2 separate regions of the Mus musculus genome follow, and region 2 is linked to region 1. The links are chromatin contacts, called in public Hi-C maps. All regions are on one chromosome and are shown on one strand. The core of a region is the stretch at or near the end of the contact, and the rest is flanking DNA. Distances in the headings are between cores, read along the strand shown. Region 1 holds the start of Sec22a (SEC22 homolog A, vesicle trafficking protein). Region 2 holds the start of Rabl3 (RAB, member RAS oncogene family-like 3).

Evidence for each region. A called contact is a pair of places that touch in the nucleus more often than the background predicts.
Region 2: a contact with region 1 is called in a Hi-C map of CD8 T cells, with 4 times the contacts expected there. The contact joins the promoter of Rabl3 here to the promoter of Sec22a in region 1. A contact is called at or near these places in 2 of 39 promoter capture datasets (liver and pre-B cells), 1 of 484 Hi-C or Micro-C datasets (CD8 T cells) and 2 of 9 other capture datasets (adipose tissue and liver).

What each region holds. Positions count from the first base shown.
Region 1 is chr16:35,362,245-35,365,867 of GRCm38.p6, reverse strand. It overlaps Sec22a (SEC22 homolog A, vesicle trafficking protein), which reads left to right and starts at 1,950. Exons shown (of 7, transcript NM_133704.4): 1 at 1,950-2,044.
Region 2 is chr16:37,537,837-37,541,459 of GRCm38.p6, reverse strand. It overlaps Rabl3 (RAB, member RAS oncogene family-like 3), which reads right to left and starts at 1,566. Exons shown (of 8, transcript NM_001042499.1): 1 at 1,500-1,566. The coding sequence starts at 1,545. It overlaps Gtf2e1 (general transcription factor II E, polypeptide 1 (alpha subunit)), which reads left to right and starts at 1,671. Exons shown (of 5, transcript NM_028812.4): 1 at 1,671-1,807.

The DNA.
Region 1 (3,623 bases), core at 701-3,200:
TGCCTGCAAGTGCTTGTTCCTCAGACTTGGTTTTCTTTCCTTTTGGTCATGCTAGGAAGCAACTTCCTGCCTTCAATGCCAATGTGGTGGTTTTTGAATAGCACGTTAGTGGAGTCATGTAACATGTGTTTTTGTGTCTGGCTTATTTTAGTCTTGTGGTGATTTGTATACAGTTGTTGATTGTCGTTCTTTTTCCTTAGACTGTGTGACTAGTCCACCACCTACTCATTCTATAGACATTTTAATACACATGAATACATTTCTGCTGGAACTTTATCTCAGAGTGGAATGCCCTGTTAAGTCATACTAAGAATTACCAAATACATAATTAGTTCAGATCTCCCCTCTGAGCCCTAGGCATACTTATCCCCAACTGCCTCTTGACATTCCCATTTATAGGTCTTCAAATTTAACATAGCCCACATGTTTGCTACACTTTGAGAATCCTAATGGCTTCTTAACCCATCTAGTTACCTAAGGCACCATGTTTAATAGTCTCCTTTATTTTGACCTGCTCCAGAAAATCAGTCCATTAAGACCCATGAACTCCACCTATGATTTATTAATATCTTGAAATTGTCCATCTCTTTCTGCCTCTACTGCCATTATCTTTGTTTAAGCCACCATCATTTGTGGCCTTGACCAATACAACTGCCTCCAAACTGGCCCATCAGTAACCCTTCTTGCTCCCTATCCATCCATCTCCATAAACAGCAAAATGAGCTTTAAAATATGTAAATCAGATCCTACTTAAGAATCTTTATTAGCTCTGTGAATTGATCTTAGGGTGTGTTGCTGAAGTCTGAACTGTATAAAGTAGCCAAAGAGAGTTAGACCTTGCCTCATCTCAGCCTAAACTTCTTGCCCCTACATACTTTCTGCTTTAGGCTTTTTATTGATGAAATTAACCATAGTGACCAAAGGCAACTGGGTGTGGAAAGGATTTATTTCATCTACGAAAAGAAGTGAGGGCAGGAGCTCAAGGCAGGGATCTGGACAGGAAGTGAGGCAGAAGTCATGGAGGAGTGCTGCTTACTAGCTTGCTCCCCATTGCTTGCTCAGCCTACTTTCTGGTACAACATAGAACTACCTGCACTGGGGTGAAGACCGCCCACATTGGGCGGGGCTCTCCTGTATCATCGTCAATCAAGGCAATATCCTACACACTTGCCCACTAGGCTAATTTTACAGAGGGTTTATCAAGATTCCTTCTTCTAGCTATGTGAAGGTTTCTGTCGAGTTGACAGAAACCAACCATCACGACTTCCTAGTACAGTTAAATGCTCACAAATCATGTTTCCAGGGTCTAGAACATTTTTAAGGGTCCCTTAATATACCTTGACCTTAAAAGGTACGTAATCATGGAGCTCTTCCCCGACAGTCCACAACTCATTCATCAATGTACCTATTAGTTTTTCTTCACAGTACCAGTCAAATGTACATTTCTGTAACAATTTACCTTAATGCCTTTTATTCCTATTACACCTTAAAAGGAGTGCTGTGGACATTCCTGTAAAACATGCTTAAGATGCTGCCGACCATTTAATTGACATTCAGCATATCCTTGTTTAATAATACTTAACCTCGTGAAGGCTGGGAGGAGCTACTGAGGCTTTTCTCTCTGTTTTGCTAAGTTTCTTTGTGTAGTGCCTGATGGAAGAAGATCCTTTCCCTGTTCACCAGAGAGAGCTTTTCCTCTGTCCCGAGTGGCGCACGAGAGACAAACTGCTTCCCGACACAAAGCAGCAGGTGAAGGAGATTAGCCTTATTTCCGAAGGACAGCATAATTCTCTTCTTAGAAGAGAAGGCAATCTCCTGGCGCAGGTGCAGGAAAACCTGCCAATCTCCGCCGGAGGAGGCGGGGATAGGGCGGGCCTCGGAAAGGGGCGGGTCTTTGGATGCTTCCCACGGCGTCCGATAGGCCCGTGCGAGCTCCGCCGGCGCCAGCCACGTTGGACGCGGGCATCCCCGCTGGAAGGCCACTCCCGGCCCCACAATGCACTGCGTGGCACGTCACTCCGAGCCGCGGGTCCCGGAGCGACAGGTATGGCCCGGCCCCTCTTTTCAGCTTCCTCTGGGTCTCCCGGAGCTCTGGCCGGCTGCTCGCGCCGCTCTCTCGGAGTTCCACCTCGGCTTGACCGGTAGTTGTCCGAGCCGGAGCTTGGTGGCGGTGGCCTCAGAGCTTAGGAGGACGGGCGTGCAGGGTCCGAGTCCCTGCGACCTAGGGCTGCGAGCCTCGCGGGCGGCGGTTGCTGTTTAGCAGGCCTGTCCTAGGATGGGCGGCTGGAGTAGGGGCTGCTGACGGGGAGGGACGGCCGTCCCGGGCTGCCAGCGAGCCGTAGTGTTGACTCCCTGGCTCCCGATGTCAGCAGCACACCGACTCACTCGGGCTGGTAGGTGGCCCGAGAGAGCTTGAGGTGGCATTCCTACTTTCTTTTGGGCGGGGTAGCTTGTACCCTGTGATTTGTGAAGTCTGAATGGGCGTTGCAGTTGGACATCTTACTCGTTGGCTCTGGGAAATCCCGTGAGGCCCTGTTTTAAAGGTGCTTTGCGACTCTCTGTGGCAGAAAAGAGACCTGAGAAATTGGCTCCACAAGTGGGGAGTCTCCTGCTGCTTAGCTTCCGGGATCACCATCACCTGGGGGCAGGTGGAACTCTTCAGAACCCGCCCCTCCTGTGCTTAACCCTGGGCAGAGCCTGGGTGTCCCGCCAGGCTACACGTGATAGAATCCCAGCGGATTAGTACAACCACCATTTTTTTAAAAAACGGAATCACATTCCATGTTACTGGTACCCACTCGTTTGCCAGTACCGTGAGAAGTCGGTTTCTTAAACAATACTTAGAACTTCTAGTGTGTAAAGGAAGACTTGAGAGCTGAACCTGACACCCGTAACCAAAAGTTACTAAAGGATCGGCCGTTTCCACTTAAGAAGATCACATCAGTTTAGTACTTGATTTTTAGAGACTGGGTAAAGTTTAAGTATATTTTAGTTTGGTGTATGAAAAGACACTAGCAAAGAGATACTTGCCACCTTCCTCTCCATGTAGTAACGAAGCCTGGGTATGTTTAGAGGCAGTGTCTTATAGAGTTATTAGAGTTAGTAACAACTTATTACTTACTAGGGGTTGAACAAATGACTTAAGCTTTTGGAACCTGTGTTTCTTCCAAAGCAAAGTGAAACAAATACCCAACCTTACCGGTTCCCGGAAGGTTCAAATGAGGTGTATGAAGTGGATCTTAAATTCAATTAAAAAAAAAAGATAGGTAACTCCTATAATATTCTGTCATATTGTACCTCTGGGCACTGTAGGCAGGTCATTATTAGAGCTTGCAGGGTTCGTAGTTGGGTGAAATGGATGGCTGCCTTTCTCCAGTCACTTGCATAGCAACTTGTAGCACTATGAACACTGACCAGTAGGGGTGAAGCATATGTGTGCCACAGCATAGGTATGCAGGTCAAAGGATAACCTAAGGTATTGGTTCTTGCCTTCCCACCTTGTTTGAGACAGGGTCTCTTGTTCACTGCAATATACCAGGTGATCTGTCCTCAGAGCTTCTGGGAACTCTTTGTGTCTCCAATTCCCATCTACCTGTAGGAGCCCTGGATTATAGATATCTCCT
Region 2 (3,623 bases), core at 317-2,816, 2.2 Mb before region 1:
GCTATGAGTCTTTTATTTGCGGGTGTGGAGTCACTCATTCATTTACCTGGCTGTTGTTAATTGTATCAAACACTTGGGAAATCTCTTTGTTGTGCAATGTTATATATAGACCTATCATTAATATTTACTTTTTATTATAAAAACTCTATTACCAAAAACTGAGAAAGTATAAAAAAAAAAAAACCAAACAACAACATCACCTTAGAGCACTATTGCCAGCCATATGACTTTCTCTATTATACCATGTTGTTATTGTGATCATATACAAAGTGTACTTAAAAACAAACAAAAGAACCGCATGGGGCTCAGTGCTTGCCCTACAAGCATGAGAACCCGAGTTGTGTTCACAGAACTGACACACAGCAGCCAGGCAAAGAGGCACACGTCTCTAATGTCAGTGCTGGGGAGGCAGAGAGAGGCAATCCCTGATGTTTGTTGGCCTGACAGCCTTAGCCTAGGGGCTCCAGGCCAAGGGGAGAGCTTGTCTTAAAGAAGGTCGGCGGCTGTAGTGGCTATTCTTGGTTGTCAGCTGGACTATATCTGGAATGAACTACAATCCAGAATTGGAGGGCTCACTGTGATCCTGATCTCGTGGCTGGGAGATTCAAGTTTCTGACCTGGATCTTGAGGCATAGTGGCTATGAATCCCAGGAGACTAAGACAAGGAGATCTCTGAGTTCAAGGTCATCTGGGACAAAGCAAGTCCCAGCACCAGGCAGGGAGGCCTACACCTTTAATCTGGGCTACACCTTCTGCTGGAGACCTACTTAAGGACATTGGAAGGAGGAAGATTCTTCTTCGTTTGCTTGCCTTGTGGGACTGAGCAACTGCTAGATCCTTGGACTTCCATTCACAGCTGCTGCTGACCATTGTTGGGGAGTTGGGCTACAGACCGTAGGTCATCAACAAATTCCCTTACTATAAGAAACTACCCATAAGTTCTGTGACTCTAGAGGACCCTGACTAATACAGTGGCAGAGGCAGGTGTATCTCTTCATTTTAGGCCTGCCTTGTTTATATAGTGAGTTTTAGACTAGCCTGATATACATAGCTAGTTCTACGTTAGTCAGGACTACTTAGTGAGACCATGTCTTACCCCACACCCACTCCCCAGCAACAAAGCTTGCAGTGGAAGAACTGGAATGTTTTTTGTGGCTCCTGGTAGGAGCTCTCCCCTCTCTGGAACCAAAACTTCTAGGCCAGCAGAACCTAGGGTTGTGGGGACAGGAAGCAAAAATTTTCCTAGAGGGTCACTAGGAGTGATAGTGAGTGGAACTAGTCCCTTTTCCACCCATAGACTCCGCGCCCCCCACCTCCCGCCACGCCACCACGTCGACAAAAGGAGCAAAGTCCTCTGGGAAGTGTAGTTTTAAGGTCTTGAAAGGAATTTCAGCTGTCGACCTAAGCGCTAGGCAGCTGGGGGGGTAAACAGCGAAGAGAGAGCGGTGTCGGGAAGCTCGGGCGTGTTGGTAGTCCCAGACGTGGGTTAAGCGGCTCACCTGAGTCTCCCAACACCAGAACCTTCACCCGATCCAGGGACGCCATCTTGCCACGATTTCCTTGAGGTTGACGCCCGTTCCTGGATTCTCACCAATCAGCGCAGGGCTTGTGGGCAGGGCAAATCATCTCATTGGTCGGTCAGAGCGTGACTGATCGAAAGCTTCGGGGTGCGGATTAGCGGGCGGTTTCCAAACCGGTCGCAGGAATTAGGCGTTCGTCCTTGTCTCGCAAGTGGCGTGGGCTGGCTGAAGCCGGTAGTTGAGGTGCTGAGGGCGGCTGTAGTGGGAGTGTTCGAGCATCCACTTGGGTAAACCTCATTCTCCCGTCCTTGTTCCCGGTTTCTGACCTGGCGTGGCATTTCATGGTTTCTTCTATCCGTCCCCTTCCTTGTCTAGTCCCCTCTCCTCGGCCACCTCTTGCTTTGGTCCTCTTCTTAGTCTTCTAAAGAACCATTGCCCCGGAGCGGCCCATGTGCGACCTCGGGTAGGACGGGCTTGGCGGCGTCGAGTGTGGCCCGGGAAGCCCCTGGGCGCGTCTGAGGGACTGTGGGGTCTCGGGGTCTGGACATGTCTGAACACAGCTGGTGGAGGGCACCTCGGTCCGGAGCTGTCTCCGTCGTAGGACGAAGGAATGGAGAGTTCGTAAAATACAGTAACAGAAAACTGTAGAGGCTCTGTAGGATCCACGTTCTTCTAGAACTTGGGAAGTAGTATTTAAAAATAGTCTAACTAAAAGGGCTTCCTGCACCCACTTTGTGTTTTTTTTTTAAATCCCTTTTCATCCAGCATAGTTTTTTCAAAAATCACAAGTTTAATGTAGTAGCTCCTTGCTTAAAGCAATTACAAGTTAAATTTAAAAAGAAAAAAAAAAGATGGCTTATAGCGCTCATTATTGGGATGCAGGTGTGAAACAAGTGATTTGTGTGGAAGCTGGCAGGATGGATATGCTACAAGAACACGTGCCCAGAGGATGTATTGAAAGTTCAGGTATCTCAGTAGAATATGCTAGGCGCTAGCATTAATGAACAAGAGGCCTTCGAAGTAGAAACTGTACAAATTCTGAGGAAATGCGAGGGAGAGTGTTGGATGCCACTGTTGGGGATTTGAGAAGGCCAGGAAACATTACCCAAAGCCTAACTACAGTAGGAGAAAGGTTTGGGCTTAGCTTTGAGGACTGAGGGTGGATATGAGGATGACTTTGCTAAAAAAGCAGAGTGGTTTGAACTTTTGATTCTCCCAGTTCCACACCAGGGGCACAGTGGTCCTTAAAAGTTTTTACAACTAGAATCTAGGTCTGGACTGGGTAAGGTGACGTTGGGAGATGAGATGCCTGATTACTGTGAAGAGAAGAAGATAAATGAAGACCACTAGCTACCACACCAAGAAGCCTCCACAGACAGAGAAGTTACTTAAGTGTCACCTGCCATAGAGACTAGCTAATATAGGAACATGGTCTGACTTTGGCCATTTACTTCCAATCTGCAAGAGGAGTAGGCAGTTGGGATTTATAGGCACCCAAGATTTTTAAATGTCGACAACCAATTCATAAAGTTGTTGAAAACGTTCTGTATGGGCTGTCAGTTTTAGAACTTGATTTAAGGAGCTTTAAGAAGCCCAGAGATTGAATACTCTTGATTTATCTTAATTGGGGATGTGGGGAAGGAGCAAAGCCCTGTGTGAGAAAGGCTCTTTAATTATTTTATATGTGAAGAAATGAAGGCTGTGGATTTTCTGGGGCTAACACTAAGAAGCTGACCTGGGATTTCCAAGCTTCAAACTATTGGCTGGAAGAGTATTGATAACGTCCCTTTGTACTGATTTTCAGGACACCCAGAGGAGTATCAGACAGAGGAAACAGGCTGAACAGCAAGTACTAGTCCTCTCCATGCAGGATGTTCATTTGAAGGATACAAAATGGTCATGGCCATGGGACAGATTAGAGCAATGATCAGGGACTTGTTGCACATTAGAGTAATCTAAAGGCATTTTAAAAGTAGCTGCGTTCCTAATCTGGCCCTTCTATAGTAACTGAAACAGAACTCTTGGAAATGGGGCCCAGTGTTAGTAGACTTAAAAATGTTGCCTAGGTGATTGCTTTACAGTCAGGGTTGAGAACCAATGGTC